Regions from separate parts of the Lactuca sativa genome. Here region 2 is linked to region 1. A link is a contact called in public Hi-C data. All regions are on one chromosome and are shown on one strand. The core of a region is the stretch at or near the end of the contact, and the rest is flanking DNA. Distances in the headings are between cores, read along the strand shown. Region 1 holds the start of LOC111888334 (probable prolyl 4-hydroxylase 3). Region 2 holds the start of LOC111888367 (transcription factor MYB1R1).

Evidence for each region. Hi-C and Micro-C count contacts between places; a contact is called where the count stands out from the background.
Region 2: a Hi-C map of leaf shows a contact between it and region 1, with 3 times the contacts expected there. The contact joins the promoter of LOC111888367 here to the promoter of LOC111888334 in region 1. A contact is called at or near these places in 3 of 4 Hi-C or Micro-C datasets (bud, leaf and seed).

What each region holds. Positions count from the first base shown.
Region 1 is chr3:67,928,323-67,935,309 of Lsat_Salinas_v11, forward strand. LOC111888334 (probable prolyl 4-hydroxylase 3) reads right to left here and starts at 3,529. Exons shown (of 8, transcript XM_052769278.1): 1 at 2,736-3,529; 2 at 2,536-2,606; 3 at 2,297-2,386; 4 at 2,099-2,188; 5 at 1,772-1,869; 6 at 1,562-1,655; 7 at 960-999; 8 at 1-750. The coding sequence starts at 2,583. The coding sequence ends at 632.
Region 2 is chr3:68,085,017-68,092,003 of Lsat_Salinas_v11, forward strand. LOC111888367 (transcription factor MYB1R1) reads left to right here and starts at 2,990. Exons shown (of 3, transcript XM_023884555.3): 1 at 2,990-3,356; 2 at 3,431-3,642; 3 at 4,449-5,025. The coding sequence starts at 3,098. The coding sequence ends at 4,787. It overlaps LOC111888341 (serine/threonine-protein phosphatase PP2A-2 catalytic subunit), which reads right to left. Exons shown (of 6, transcript XM_023884533.3): 2 at 6,882-6,987; 3 at 6,676-6,784; 4 at 6,486-6,563; 5 at 6,199-6,390; 6 at 5,724-6,110. The coding sequence ends at 5,937.

The DNA.
Region 1 (6,987 bases), core at 2,279-4,778:
TAAGTCGTTTGTCATGGAACTATGATGCTATATTTGGTTGACTATGAAAGTATGATGCTTAAAAAATGAAATAAAGTAGAAGCCAACTGAGATATATTCTCTTTTTAAACACATATGTTGGGTACAAAATTAATTTAACCAAATTTAGTCCAAGGCAGCACCAGCCCAAATTTCTTACTACTCCAGCTAGACCAGCTAGACCTCATGCATGGATTTTGATTATACTGATTCCAACCTGCTAACAAAAAGAGATTAAAAAAAACATAAAGTGGTAATCAAATTATAGTTAATGCGTGAAAACTACATAAATATTCAAAAAAAAAAGTTGCCCTTTCAATCATGCTAAAATTCAGATCATGATATGGGATATTATATGAAGACTAAAAAAGTCAACAGAAGTCAAACTTTTCCACATCTGGTCTGTAATATGGGGAAGAAGCAATTTCCCCAGGTCCTAAAGCTGTTAGTACGGTCTCCTTCTTCTTGAAGGCTGCAATTAAAGAAAAAATAATATGTTATTAAAACTAATTTGAGAATAATCCATCAACAATTAAAGTTGAAAGATAAAATTACTTTTTCTTTTACTCTTCATCAATAGTTTATATTTGAAGGTTATTGTTATCGACATCAGTTAGGCTATAAAACACAAAAGGAAATTGGTCCTTATGATAAAGATGTTAGAAGAATGACTTATCTGTATAACTAAAATCATCACACTTAAAGCCTCTGACATCAAGTAAATATGTAGCCCTAAAATCAGTTACACTTTTAGAGAAAATAAAAATTTTCATGAATTAACAATTCGAACCTAATATAAATAATCAAAGAAATGCATGGACCTTAGAGGAAAACAAAAAAAAACAAAGGAGAATGTGAGGCCTGACAAGAACGATTAAACAATAATCCAATTATTGAGCCACAAATCTAAAAAAACTTGAAATCATCATTCATCAACATACCTCGATATCTGTCAGCACCATCCGTGGTAAAAGTACTTACCTAGACCACATAACGGTGATGCATCAGCAGTCCATTTGGAATAATGATTCCAATAAGTAAATAAAATTAGAAGAAATTAGAAGAAAATAGAGGTTGTAGAAGAAAAGCATAATCTGAAATAAACAGCCAAAAACATTTTTCATCTGAAAACAATGCCCTCTGCTTATTGATGAGCAACTTCGTTACTTTAGATATGAGTTATGGAAACCTGAAAAAGTTTGAAGTAGAAGTTTTATATCCTGTTTAACTTGGACAATATCTGTGTAATGAACAATGATAAATTAAGCTTTTTTTTGTTGGAATAGGTTCTTAAATCACTAATGATTCTAAATTTTAAAGAGTGTTACGAACTTGTCAGTATCCACAATCTTTTGGATTATCCATGAAATCAATATATATCCTTTTGGAATGTCCAACTCTTGCAAATAAACAAAAAATAATAGACATTAGAGTGTAGAATGTAAACAATCATAAAAAGTACATAAAAGCTATAGCATAATCTTGATGTCTTGTTTTGATGATATATTAAAATGTGCATGAGATATTCATAAATCATACCTACAGGGATAAATGCAAAGTCTGCTATCCTTTGTTCAATGTCGCGTATAATTTTATCACTTCCCCTTCTCAAAAACGTCCCTGGGCTTATACGTAATCTAAAAAATAAAAGTGACGGATGTTATTAACTTGTCATAAAAAAAATCAGTTGTATTCATATGATATTATTCAACTGAAATATAAGTAAAAAGATTAAAAAAATGTCAGGACAAACCTGCTATCTTTGATTTGACCAGGCTTGCTATCAACAATTGTTGAGTTTTCCATGTGAGGGTTGGCATGATTTATCAAATAATCGCACTCTTCTTTTGACTGTTTCATAACATTAATCAGAGTCAATACTCAATGTTCAGTACTTCAGTATCAATTATATGTTATGTTCCTACCAATGTTGGTGTTTATTTTTGACATGATGCATTAAGTGCAACATAATAGAGAAAGCCAAGAGAATGAGACAAACAGAAAGTAATGGATAATTATGTGTGATATAGAAGCTAAAAGCCATATAAATATTATCTAGGAAAGAAGAAAGGCTACTCACCAAGATATTGTGATAAACAAAGGCTCTAGGCTTCCAAGAGAGAAATAATATATCGTCTCCACTGCCAATCCCTTTTACAGAAAAACTTCTCTGTAAAAAAATAACAGATTTATATTTAATATATTAAATAGAAGGAAAAAGAAAGGACAGCAGAGTACGGTTTCGATTTATGAGGAAAGGAAAACCAGGTTAATTTACCTCTGATGATACTGCAGATCGGAAAAACTCTTGTTGGGATTCTCTAGCGGCTCCATAGGCCGTTGGTCCCTCCTCGCAACCAAATCGAATCTATGACATAGCAAAAAATCAAAGAAAAGGAATCAGATGGAATCAAACTGAAGCACAATTTAACTTTTGTTTATTCACACAGACATTTATGCATTCAAAAGAATATAAGACAGAGAGAGAAGATGATTAAGAGCTCAGTGAAATCTTACCCAAACGGCAACAACTGTAGTCAATCTTCCCTTTGAAACGCAGTCCATCTTCCCTCTCGATATTTACAATCCTTTTTACAAACAAATTAAATTTAGAGATTGTTGTCTGCGAGAAGAAAAGAAAAAGAAACAAAATCCATGTAGAGAGAGAGTAAGCGACACACAGAGAGACCAAGAGTTTGTCACCGTCGACGACCCACCTCCTCTCTTGCAGTTGGTATGTCATCGGTAAATGCTTTCCCTCCTGCTAAATGCTTACTCGGGTTCCTCTTGAAAAGCCCTAAAACAGAACACGTATCAACCAGAGACGATGATTGGTCGAATTTAGGGTTGTTACCGGGAGTATACACGGAAGTGAAGTCGATGGATGAATAAGGCGAGTAGAGGTGAAGTCGATGGAAGAATAAGGCGATGGATAATGAGTTCCGATAAAATTAAAAAGGCGAAGATGAGGTGTGGGGCGTCAACCATCAAAACACGCAACACCCAAAATCAGACACCACCAACACAACAGACGTTGATTTTCTTAAAATCGAACCCAAATAGAAATACAAACAGTTGATTAGAACGTAAATCGTGCAAGAAATCAGAAACTTACATGGACGTGACTGTTGCCGGCGACAATACTCTCTTCGTCCTTGGACGGGGGAGGCAATGATTATTCTTGAAGACAGTAGAACAAAGCAGGTGGGTATTAAAAAGGGAATGTGTAAAAGATGATCGGAAGAAATTGGAGGCAAGGCCACCAGAAGGATGTAAATGAATTGAAAGGAATAGGTTGCGGTGGAACCGTGGAAGGAAAATGAAAGCGATGGAAGGAACCAGAAGGTAGAAGACGGATATTGATGGTGGAGAGTTAATCTAACCGGGAGGGAAACCTGATGAACAGTACTTGTATGCGGTAGTGTTAAACCGACCTCCTGAGATGAAGACACGTTGCTGCATGTTGGAAGACTTTGATTGGAAGTGAGAAACGGTGAATAACTGTGAGTAAAACATCTATTAGAAGGAAGGTTAGAGAAGCATATGAGTGGGTGAGGCTTGGTATGGACAGAGTTAATAATAATAATGCAACATCAGGCAAAAAAGAAGGACGAATTATGTCAATCCCTTAGCTAAGGGTAGACAATTTTAATATATTATATAATGAAAACGGTCGGTTTTTAGTGAAAGATAAAAATATTGGAGAAAATAACAACACTAGCCAAATTACCTAACTATTTTTCATTTAATAGCCAAAAGTTAGATTTTTAGTCAAAAATAGCCAACAAAATAGTAGCTAATTAAGGAAACCTACGATTTCGTCATAACCGGATTAAGTGAATTACGGTTTGTGGACAATTGACTACGAGTCCATCTAATGTTTGAGGGCCAGTAACCTAGAATATATAAAGTTGAAAATTTCAATTTAGGTAATTTTTTAGTGTTTAAAGTTAGATAAACGCTCTCAATGGTGACTCTGAACAACAACCAAGTATTTCTCGTAACTTTTTTTTGCTTAATGTAGTTTACTGTGAAATATATTAGTATTGTTTATATATATATATATATATTGCAAAAAACTAAAAAAAATGTGCAAACCGTAGGTGCGGTATGACGGTGTACAAGCTGATAATACACAAAATGTGCATTAGCAGTGTGTACACCGTAGGTGGCATACCGCACTTATGGTTTGCACATTTTTTTCTAACTTGTCTAGTGATATAGTTGTATGTAATCCATGGGATGACATTGGTGCCTTTGACCCATCAAACACCGGAAGGAGACTCACTTCAATCCGAGATAACTGAACACACACACACACAAACACACACCGCCGCAACCGAGATCCTCACACTGAACACAATCAAATTACCCCCGATCAATAATTAAGACAAAAATCCAATGGCCAAACCATATCCTATCCTAGCAATGGGTAAACGACCATTTTACCCTTCCCATATTTGATCCAGCAACCCAAGGCCCAAACCCCAAAAGACCCGAGGCCTAAAAGGCCCAAAATCAACTTTCTAGGAGTACTCCATGTGTACCAGATTGGTACGCCCCGTGTGCCTGATGTTGCACAAGGTACAACCTGCCAAAGCTTACAGACGTGAAATATTTGCATTACGCTGAGCGTACACATACGCACGCCCAACATACTTATCAGAGTGCCAAAACTCTCATTAAGCACTTAATGCTTAAGACCAAACGTCCAAACTTAGATCTAACCTCTAGATAAGGTCTTAAACCATAAAATTGGCAACTTTACTCCTTTGCATGTCTTAATGGGACCCAAAACCCATTTTTGTCCATCAATATCCATAATATGACCACCAACTTTATCATGATTCATCAAAACCCATCAAGATGACATTTTTATACACCAACAACTTCATAAATGATAAGATCTAACATTCTAAGATCCTAGAGTAGCCCATACTCACACGAATGACTCTAGGGAACATATTACACCCAAAGCAAGCCCTAGACTAGATCTAACACGTATAGTCATTAAGTTAGAAACTTTATACCTCCAGGAAGTTGATGAAGATGATTAGAGATTGGATCCTGAAGCCCCAAGCCAAACAATGCTTCTTACAATATCTCCTATTCTCCAAAGTCCACCAAAAACCACACAAAGGTTTGAAATTCACACAAGAGAGGCTAGGGTTTCAAATTTAGTGTTAAGGTTGATGGATGTTGAAGATAATAGGGTTTCCACATAAGTTAAGGCCTTTAAATAGGGTCCAAGACCCTAAATTAGGGTTTGCACCTGACTGGAGTACACCCTGCGTATCACTGGTACGCCCAACGTACTCCAAGGCCATGCGCGATCCATTCGAGCTAGTACGCCTCACGTACACGCTGTACGCCCAATGTACTAGGCTTAGCCAAAAAACCTCTTAACTTCCGAAGGCCATAACTTCTTCGTTCTAGGTCCGATTTCGACGATCCTTATACAAATAAAGGTAATGAAAAGCTCTACAATCCTATCAATTTTCCTTTGCCTTAAAACTTTCCGAACTTAATTCCAAAATTCATAAAAGGCCCAAACTATCACTTTACTGTTATACCCTCTGGCTCCAAAGCACAAACTGAACTCTCAGATCTCCTAATCTACATTATCCACATCCAAAGGGGTCTAAATCTCCCTTTCCCCAATGCCCAAAGCCTTATGATGACTGATCTTCGGTTCATGGCCCCGAATTAGGAAACGATTCGAAACGGGGCGTTACAACAATTCTTGCACCGAAAAATGAAGTCGTTTAAGAAATAACGATCGTTTGTTATCACTATTTTTGGGAGTTGAAAAAGAATGCTTAAGTTCAGATAGTATTTGTCATTCAGACTATGTTCACGTTAACTTTGATGAAAGTTTATACCCGCTTGATGTTTTAAATGGTCTTAAACCATCAGGTTTGCCAATTCATACGTTGGTATTAAAAGTCAATGTTCCATTTATGTTACTTAGGAATATTGATAAGGGTTGCGGTTTGTGTAATGGAATAAGGCTAATAGTTATAGTATTGGATAATCGTGTTATAAAAAGTAGAGATAATATCCAAAAGTAATATAGGAAACGTACATTTATTCCAAGAATGTATTGACGCCTTCTGATAAAAGGATTCATTTTACATTTCAAAGAAGACAATTTCCACTAATTGTATGTTTTGCAATGACAATAAACATGATTCAAGGACATTCACTATCGAAAGTGGGTTTGTTTTTTAGACAACCGGTATTCACTCATGAGCAATTATATGTTGTATTGTCGAGAGTTCAAAACAAAGATGGATTAAATATATTAATTTTAGACAAAGATAGTAAACTAAACAATACAACATCTAATGTTGTATTCAAAGAAGTCTTTGAAAATTTCTGATTCATAAACATTATTAATTTACAATATCTCAATAATTTATTTTATTAGTATATATTCAATTAGCTACTGATTAAGCATTTTGTTTGTGTTTGTGTAAACTTAATAAGTTTATATAAATATATGATAAACTTACCAATACGACATATGTTGTCCTATATTGATATACTTAATTCATTAATTGTATCGGTTGAATATTTAATGCTTACAACTTTATATTAAACTTTTATTTTTAATAAACCGGTGTGGTATACGAATCTCACACCTAGTAAAAAAAATATTAAATGGTATTTGATTTCTCCTACCAATAAAAATATTAAATGGTATTTGATTTCTCCTACCAATAACTCATCCAAATATTAGCACCCCCGTATGAGCCTCTTGAGATCCGTATGAGCCTCTTGAGATTATATCTAATAACAACTTCATCAGTAGTCCAACCACCCACATATGCTTCACATCTCAATATTTTTAAACCACAAACATAAACATTTTATTTTTTAAAAAACTTTAATTTAAGAAAACATATTATTAAGAGTAAATATGGTTTGATTAAAATTGCATGTTTGGTCCTTCACTTTTATTTTACA
Region 2 (6,987 bases), core at 1,740-4,239, 160 kb after region 1:
GTAGCCATAGAACTTTCTTTCGGGGTTGTCGTCAGTCCATGATGTCAGTATAACACTTGGTTGTCCACAATTACATTTCACCATTGTTGATTTTTTGTCCATTAAATAAACGAGAGATGAAATGAGAGAACTAACGTAGAGGAAGAAAAGGGTGATGCACCGATCTAGGGTTTTTGAAGGGGATGAATAAGTAAAATGACAGAAATAACCCTCAACGTGCAAGGCACGTGGGGGTTTTAACTCCAAAATCAAATGGCAAGTTAGATGAGGGACCAGGCGTGTACTAAATCAAACTATTAAGGATTGGAAGAGTTAAAAAAAAAATGGAGTTAGGGACTAGGAGCGTAACAAACACCAAACCATAGGGACCATTCGTGTAATTTGTTCTAAAAACTAAACAATTACAAATATATAATTACTAAAAATTTAGATTATAAAAGTATCAATAATGATTTGTTTTTTGTATAGTTTATTTTTTTTTTTGTTAAAAAGGTGACTTAAAAGGGTAATATATTTTTCAATTTGTATATATTTAGTCACTGAGTTTTCTTAGTCAACATTTACCCCTTCAACTTGTTAAAGTGTACACATTCAGTCCTTATGACCGGCTACTCCAGGTTAACTAGTAAAATTAACTTAATAAGGTAATATATTTCTCACTTTGTACACATTTAGTCCTTAATATTTTTGTACACATTTAGTCCTTAATATTTTTTTTTTCTGCAAAATAAGTCATTTTTGTTTTTGTACTCATTCAGTTTTTATGAATGATTTCTTTAGATTTTTCTCATGACATCTTAAGTGGGACAATCATTAATGAGGTGTTTAGGACTTTTGATACTTATGTCCATCGTGATCTTGACTACTTGGTTGCTTAGGTCATCTGTTCTGAACATCATAACTTCTTCATACGATCTCAGATTTTAATGATCTTTATATCAATACGTTTGTATTTCAACGATCTTAACTACTTGGTTGCAGTTTCCGTCACAAAATTCATCACTAATAATATTACACCGAAATATTTACATTAAATTTATACTTATTAGGATTTTGTGATGAATTTCCAACTGATTTTGATGATTTTGATGTTTAACAATAAAATTAAGACAAAATTGCAAAAATGGTCCCTGTAGTATGTAAATTTTTGAGGTTTTAGTCCAAACCACAAGTTTTTTGGATTCATGCTCCTTTTGGACTAGTTTATATGTAAAAAAGGTCCCTCCGAAAATTGAAATGACTAAATTTCCTTCTTGATATATCTTTTATGTTTTTTCTATTTAATTTAATGTTTTATTAATAATAAAATGGGGCCCGCACCTCTCTCTCTCTCTCTCTCCTGATTGTCTTTTTCCCAAACTTTGAAACTTGAATCTTCACCATGCCTCCTCCTTTATTCCCACGATCGATCATAGATCAGAAGGCAAATAGTGTGGAGCTACCCTTTTGTTATTGATCGATCATACAGAAAAATAAACAATGGCAGAGAGAAGCAAAGAAATCTGGTTATTGCTAAGTGAACTGATAAGAAACGAGAGTATACAAGAACTGATCAAAAATGGAGTTGTTGAGGGTCAAGCAATTGAAATTTTTGTCACAAACTTATTTCAGAATATGAAGCTTCTACATCACATGGGTTAGGTTAATTTATCTGAAGAACTCGATAACCCAAGCCCCACTTCCTTGCTTTGAAACCTGCAACTCAACCCTCTCCTTCAACTACTACATGTTATGTGAGGAAGACGATGCCCCTACTTGTAGATGAAAGCTCCGATCTGGTTCTGATATGGTTTCTTTGTCATCGAATCGTCATCTTCTCTATTTGTTGGCCATCATCTAATAAAACAAAACACACACACACATACATATTATACATACTGAGATCAAGTCGACTTCAACAACAAACGTAGCAGAAGGCATCACCGATTTAACTTTATGCCAACCAAAAACCGCTTTCTCCCCTATATTCTTCAAACTCACTGCAAGAGAAATCGAAGGTAGATTAAACAAATACATCTCACCAAACAACCCCTGTTTCGCTAATGATTTCCAATATGCCATTTAATCTCACAGATTCTTTAAAAAATTTTACACGTTAGAAACCTAAAATTGTCTTCAATGTTGCGCCAAGTAGGTAGGGATTTTAGAAGCGTACCTCTTAGGGATAAAATGGCTCAACGGGTATGATTGGGTAGATTATGATGAAATCCGATAAGGCGGTAGAGCAATACCATTTGAGAATTGCACCATAGATTGACTAGATTGATCTATTGTGTTCATCGATTAGGGTTTGGGAGACTTTGTATATGAAGGGGATGAACCATTTTTGGTCTAGAGTTGTTTTTTTTTGGGGGTTGTTTTCTTGTCAATCGAGTTTCAGTAAGTAAACAACTTGGATGAAGAACTCCATGACTGTTCTCTATAAACCACATCGTTGGAAACGAGTTTTAATCGGCCGATAACCGTTTAGGTGCTTGTTCGGGAGGTGGGCCAGGAGGGGGGGGAGAGAGAGAGAGAGAGAGAGAGAGAGAGAGAGAGAGAGATTTCTTAATTTTTTTAACTATCAAAATAGATAAAAAAAAAATGAAAGAAAAATGAAAAAGTAATACCTCAAGGGTATTTTAGTCTTTTCAGTTGTCCGAGGGACCAAATCTACAAGCAAACTATCTCAAAATAACCACCAATCCAAAAAAATCGTGGTTTGAACTAAAATTACAAAAAAAAAATACATACCATAAGGACTATTTTTGCAATTTTGTCTAAAATTAAAGAGTGAGTTATCCCAATACGTCCACTCTGGTCTCCAATTTTAAATCCTAAGATAATGTAACTGATTGAGATGCCCTAAATTTGGACACCAAAAAGACAAAAATGGAAGATGACAAAATAAGTAGATGGTTTGAACGGTTGTGATTAAGGATCGGTAAAGTTATACATGTAACAAGTGGTCGTGCGTGACATATAAGCATACCCGAGTACGGTTTTGCAATAAACAAAACCCACAAATCCCCATCCCTTATTTTATCAAATCAAACCCACATCTTGTCTTCATCCACCTTCCCTCCCTCCATTCAACCAGAGGGGGAAAGAAAGTACAATGGCAGCTATGCCCGGCAGCTGCTTGGAGTCCACTGGTAGTACCACCACCTCCTCCTCCCCCGTCAATAACATCGGAAAAAGTATCATGTTATTCGGTGTCCGATTGATGGAAGGCGGATCTTCCTTCAGGAAGAGTGCGAGCATGAATAATCTAGCTCAGTTCGACTGCCAGCCTCCAGATTCCAATACAGATGCCGCCGGCTACGCCTCCGATGACGTCATTCATCCTTCTGCTCGTTGCCAAGACCGGAAAAGAGGTAGTTGCATCGATTTAACGATATCAATACATGTTTTGTAATTTTCACGCGCCGATCGATTTTGATTTGAATAGGAGTGCCATGGACGGAGGAGGAACACCGGCTGTTTCTGGTGGGATTGAATAAGGTAGGGAAAGGAGATTGGAGAGGAATCTCAAGGAACTTCGTTAAAACTCGAACACCGACTCAAGTTGCTAGCCATGCTCAGAAGTACTTCCTCCGCCGGAACAATAACAATAACAGGCGTCGCCGGAGATCTAGCCTATTTGACATCACCACCGAAACGGTAATCCTCTTCATTTCTGTAATTATATAAAATCTAATGATTGACTAATGATTCTTCAATTTGATCATAAAATTTTCGCAATAACATGATTAATATTCATAACCGATTTGAGATTTTGATTAATACGAGTTGAATCAAAGATCACATACTATGATTGATGCTTCATATTTGATCAAACACAATTTCTATCTCTTGTATGTTGAATTTACAATTTCTTTTGCAAATTAAAAGTTTGTTGAATCATGTCTTTTGCTTTTAATATTGAAAAAAAAATCAGTTTTTATTATTTAAAAATAATTTTTTTTATCAAAACATTCGCTTCTTAAATACGTTTTGGATATTAACATGCGACGTGAGATTGATTCCTTTACCAAGTCTTGTTTTAGAATTAACTATGAAGGGGATAATTACCAAATTTATAAATTATCTTTAGATTTAGATTTTTGTGAATTTTGTAAACAATGATAAAACTATATACATTAAAGAATAAAAAAAACAAACAAATAAATAGACATAAATGCATTTATTCTACTAGACCAATCCATCATAAGTATCCCAACTACTATTGTAAAGAATGTTGTGGTGATTATTCCGTTATTGAATTTCGGCTACAAATATTTTAAACTATACATAATTGAAAAATATATAAATGTTGTAATTTCCACTTTACATAAATAAAACGTTGTTTAGATGATTTTTAACATGTTTTATACAGTGATCCATCATGATTACCACCTCTTAAGCATGTTAATCGGTGAAAAAAAAAGTTATCAATTTAATTTATTTATTACTCTTTTAATTGGCAGTATACAAACTCTTCACCGGAAGATGAGGAAAAACAGCCACTATCATTACTTCCGGCCACCACCGGAGATGATAATTCAGTGATGAGCCCATCGACACGTGTACTCATGCCCCCATCAACAAAAATGGCCAACCTTAACCTAAACTCAACCGAGGAGGAGGAGGAGATTGACCACCAACCCTCCTCCTTGGCGTTGACTCTACACCTCTCCCTCCAACATCAACCATCCACGTCATCCCCACCACCAACTAATAGTAATACCATGGCCAAGTTTCAAGATATTTCTGGTAGCTTTAATAACAATAGTGGGGATGCCAATACCATTATTAGTGTCGCATAGTTTGATCAATAAATAAATACATAATATGTGATTATTATTATAATAATACGTGGCGGGTGTTTGTATTTGTAAAAGTGGAAGACAAAAATAAAGACTTATGATAAGATTAACTAGGGTTTGATTTTAGGGATTATATAGGGGTGGTTAGCTATGTATAATGATGTTTGTTTGTATAAAAGGTTTATGATCAATTTTACTTTTTCCATTAATAAAATAAATTTCGCAGCATTCATCTCAATTTTTGTAAGAAAAAAGAAGGGCAAATGGATAAAAGGTTAATTCATCTCAATTTTCTAAGCCAATTTTCGTGGCTTAATTCATTAAGTCATCCTGACCAAGTTAAATACCATGGGGTTGAATAAACGTTATAAACAAGAGTAAACGACCGTTTTACCCTTTTAACTTAAAAGACAAATTTCTCAATATTCATCGAATTTTGGAAGAAAAAATGGGACAAATAGATGAAAGGTTAATTAATATCTCTCCCTATTGCCGATAGTTGAAAAACTGATTGATAAAATTTAACGTTTGGTAAAACTAATTGGTAAGCTAGCTGAAATATATAAAATTACATAAAATAACATTTAAAAGAAAATGTTTTCTATAATTAATTAAGGGGTACATTATAAAATGTTTTAAAAAAACTCATGAAAAGCTAATCTAAGTAGTTTTATAAAAAGTTAGCTTATAAGTTGCTTTTTAACTTGTCAAATATAACAGCTTAAAAAAGCTCGGGAAAAAAAAAAAAAACTAGCTGTGACGCACCAAATACAGCCTAAACCGGCTTCTTTGGCGGTTGTGATGCACCAAATATAGCCTAAACCAGCTTCTTTGGCTTTTATCTGACCATATTAAGTACAAAGTATAACTATCCAGATTAAATGCTTGACCCATTAAGTCGATGTTTTGGTAATTATCTAAAAGGCATAAAGAAGATGAGGAAAAGTAGAAAGTAAATGTGCAGTGGAAATTCGAAACAAAAGAATGATGATGTTAAGACAACATAACAACAACAACAACAACATGACAACAAACAACAAAACTGGTGTCTTGTTTTTCTGAAGGGGAAAAAAACATCTACAAGGTGGATTTGGATTACAAACAAGGCGAACCCTAATCCCAATTGGATTAGGAATATTTGAACTGTGATTACAAAAAATAATCAGGAGTCTTACGAGTGGTATCTGGTTCAATCTGCCTTGGTGCTGGATCAAATTGGAGAAAGTTTTGGTCCATATGTTCTCCTATCTCAAGAATCGCAGCCATATTCCCACATCTGTAACAGTAGTTTGGAGCACTGAACACAGTCACCACATTCTTTTCCTAAACACACAATTACAAAACAATCAATATTTATTTATTTTTCTTTTATCATATTTTATGAATATGAGGATCAATATAAATTACAAACCTGGCACCAGTTAAAACCCTCCATAACAAGCTGATGGGCTCTTGAAATGAGAGAGAGTCCATTTGTATGGTTAAACTGAGATGCGATATCTTGTCCAAATGTATAACCAGCGCCACGTGGCGAAATCCCCCACCCACATCTGTCATCTGGATCAGACCACAACAGATCACACATCGGTCCTTCATGTGGAACCTATAAATACACAACCAAAATCAATAACGATTAACAAGATTAAAGATTATAAAAGTGTTTGTTTATTTGTAAATTACTAAATTTTGTGATTGTACCTCTTGTATCCGGTCTAATGCTCGGATATTGTCTAGTGTATCAAGAGATGGTGAAAGTCCTCCATGCAAGCAGAACACCTGTGAATTCAATATGATGCAACAAAACAAATTTGTTAGATATGAGATCAGATGAAGGAGAAAGGAGAAAGGATACAAAAAAAAGACATTTGTAAATTGTAATTATTCAAACCTGGCTCTCGATAAGTGCTGTTAGTGGTAGGTAATCGAAAAGATCAGTGAAATGCTTCCATACATTTGCATTTCCATACTTTCTCAAACATTCATCATAGAATCCATATCTGAGTTTTCATCAATGATGTATGTGAGTGATCAATCAATAACAAAGTAAAGAAACAGTACGAGTAATTGAGTAAGCAATAATTGTTTTAGTATTACACTTGAGTGATCTGTCGACTCTCATGATTTCCTCTGAGAATTGTAAGTCTGTCTCTATAACGAACTTTTAGAGCCACCAAGAGTGTCACAGTCTCCACGGAATAAT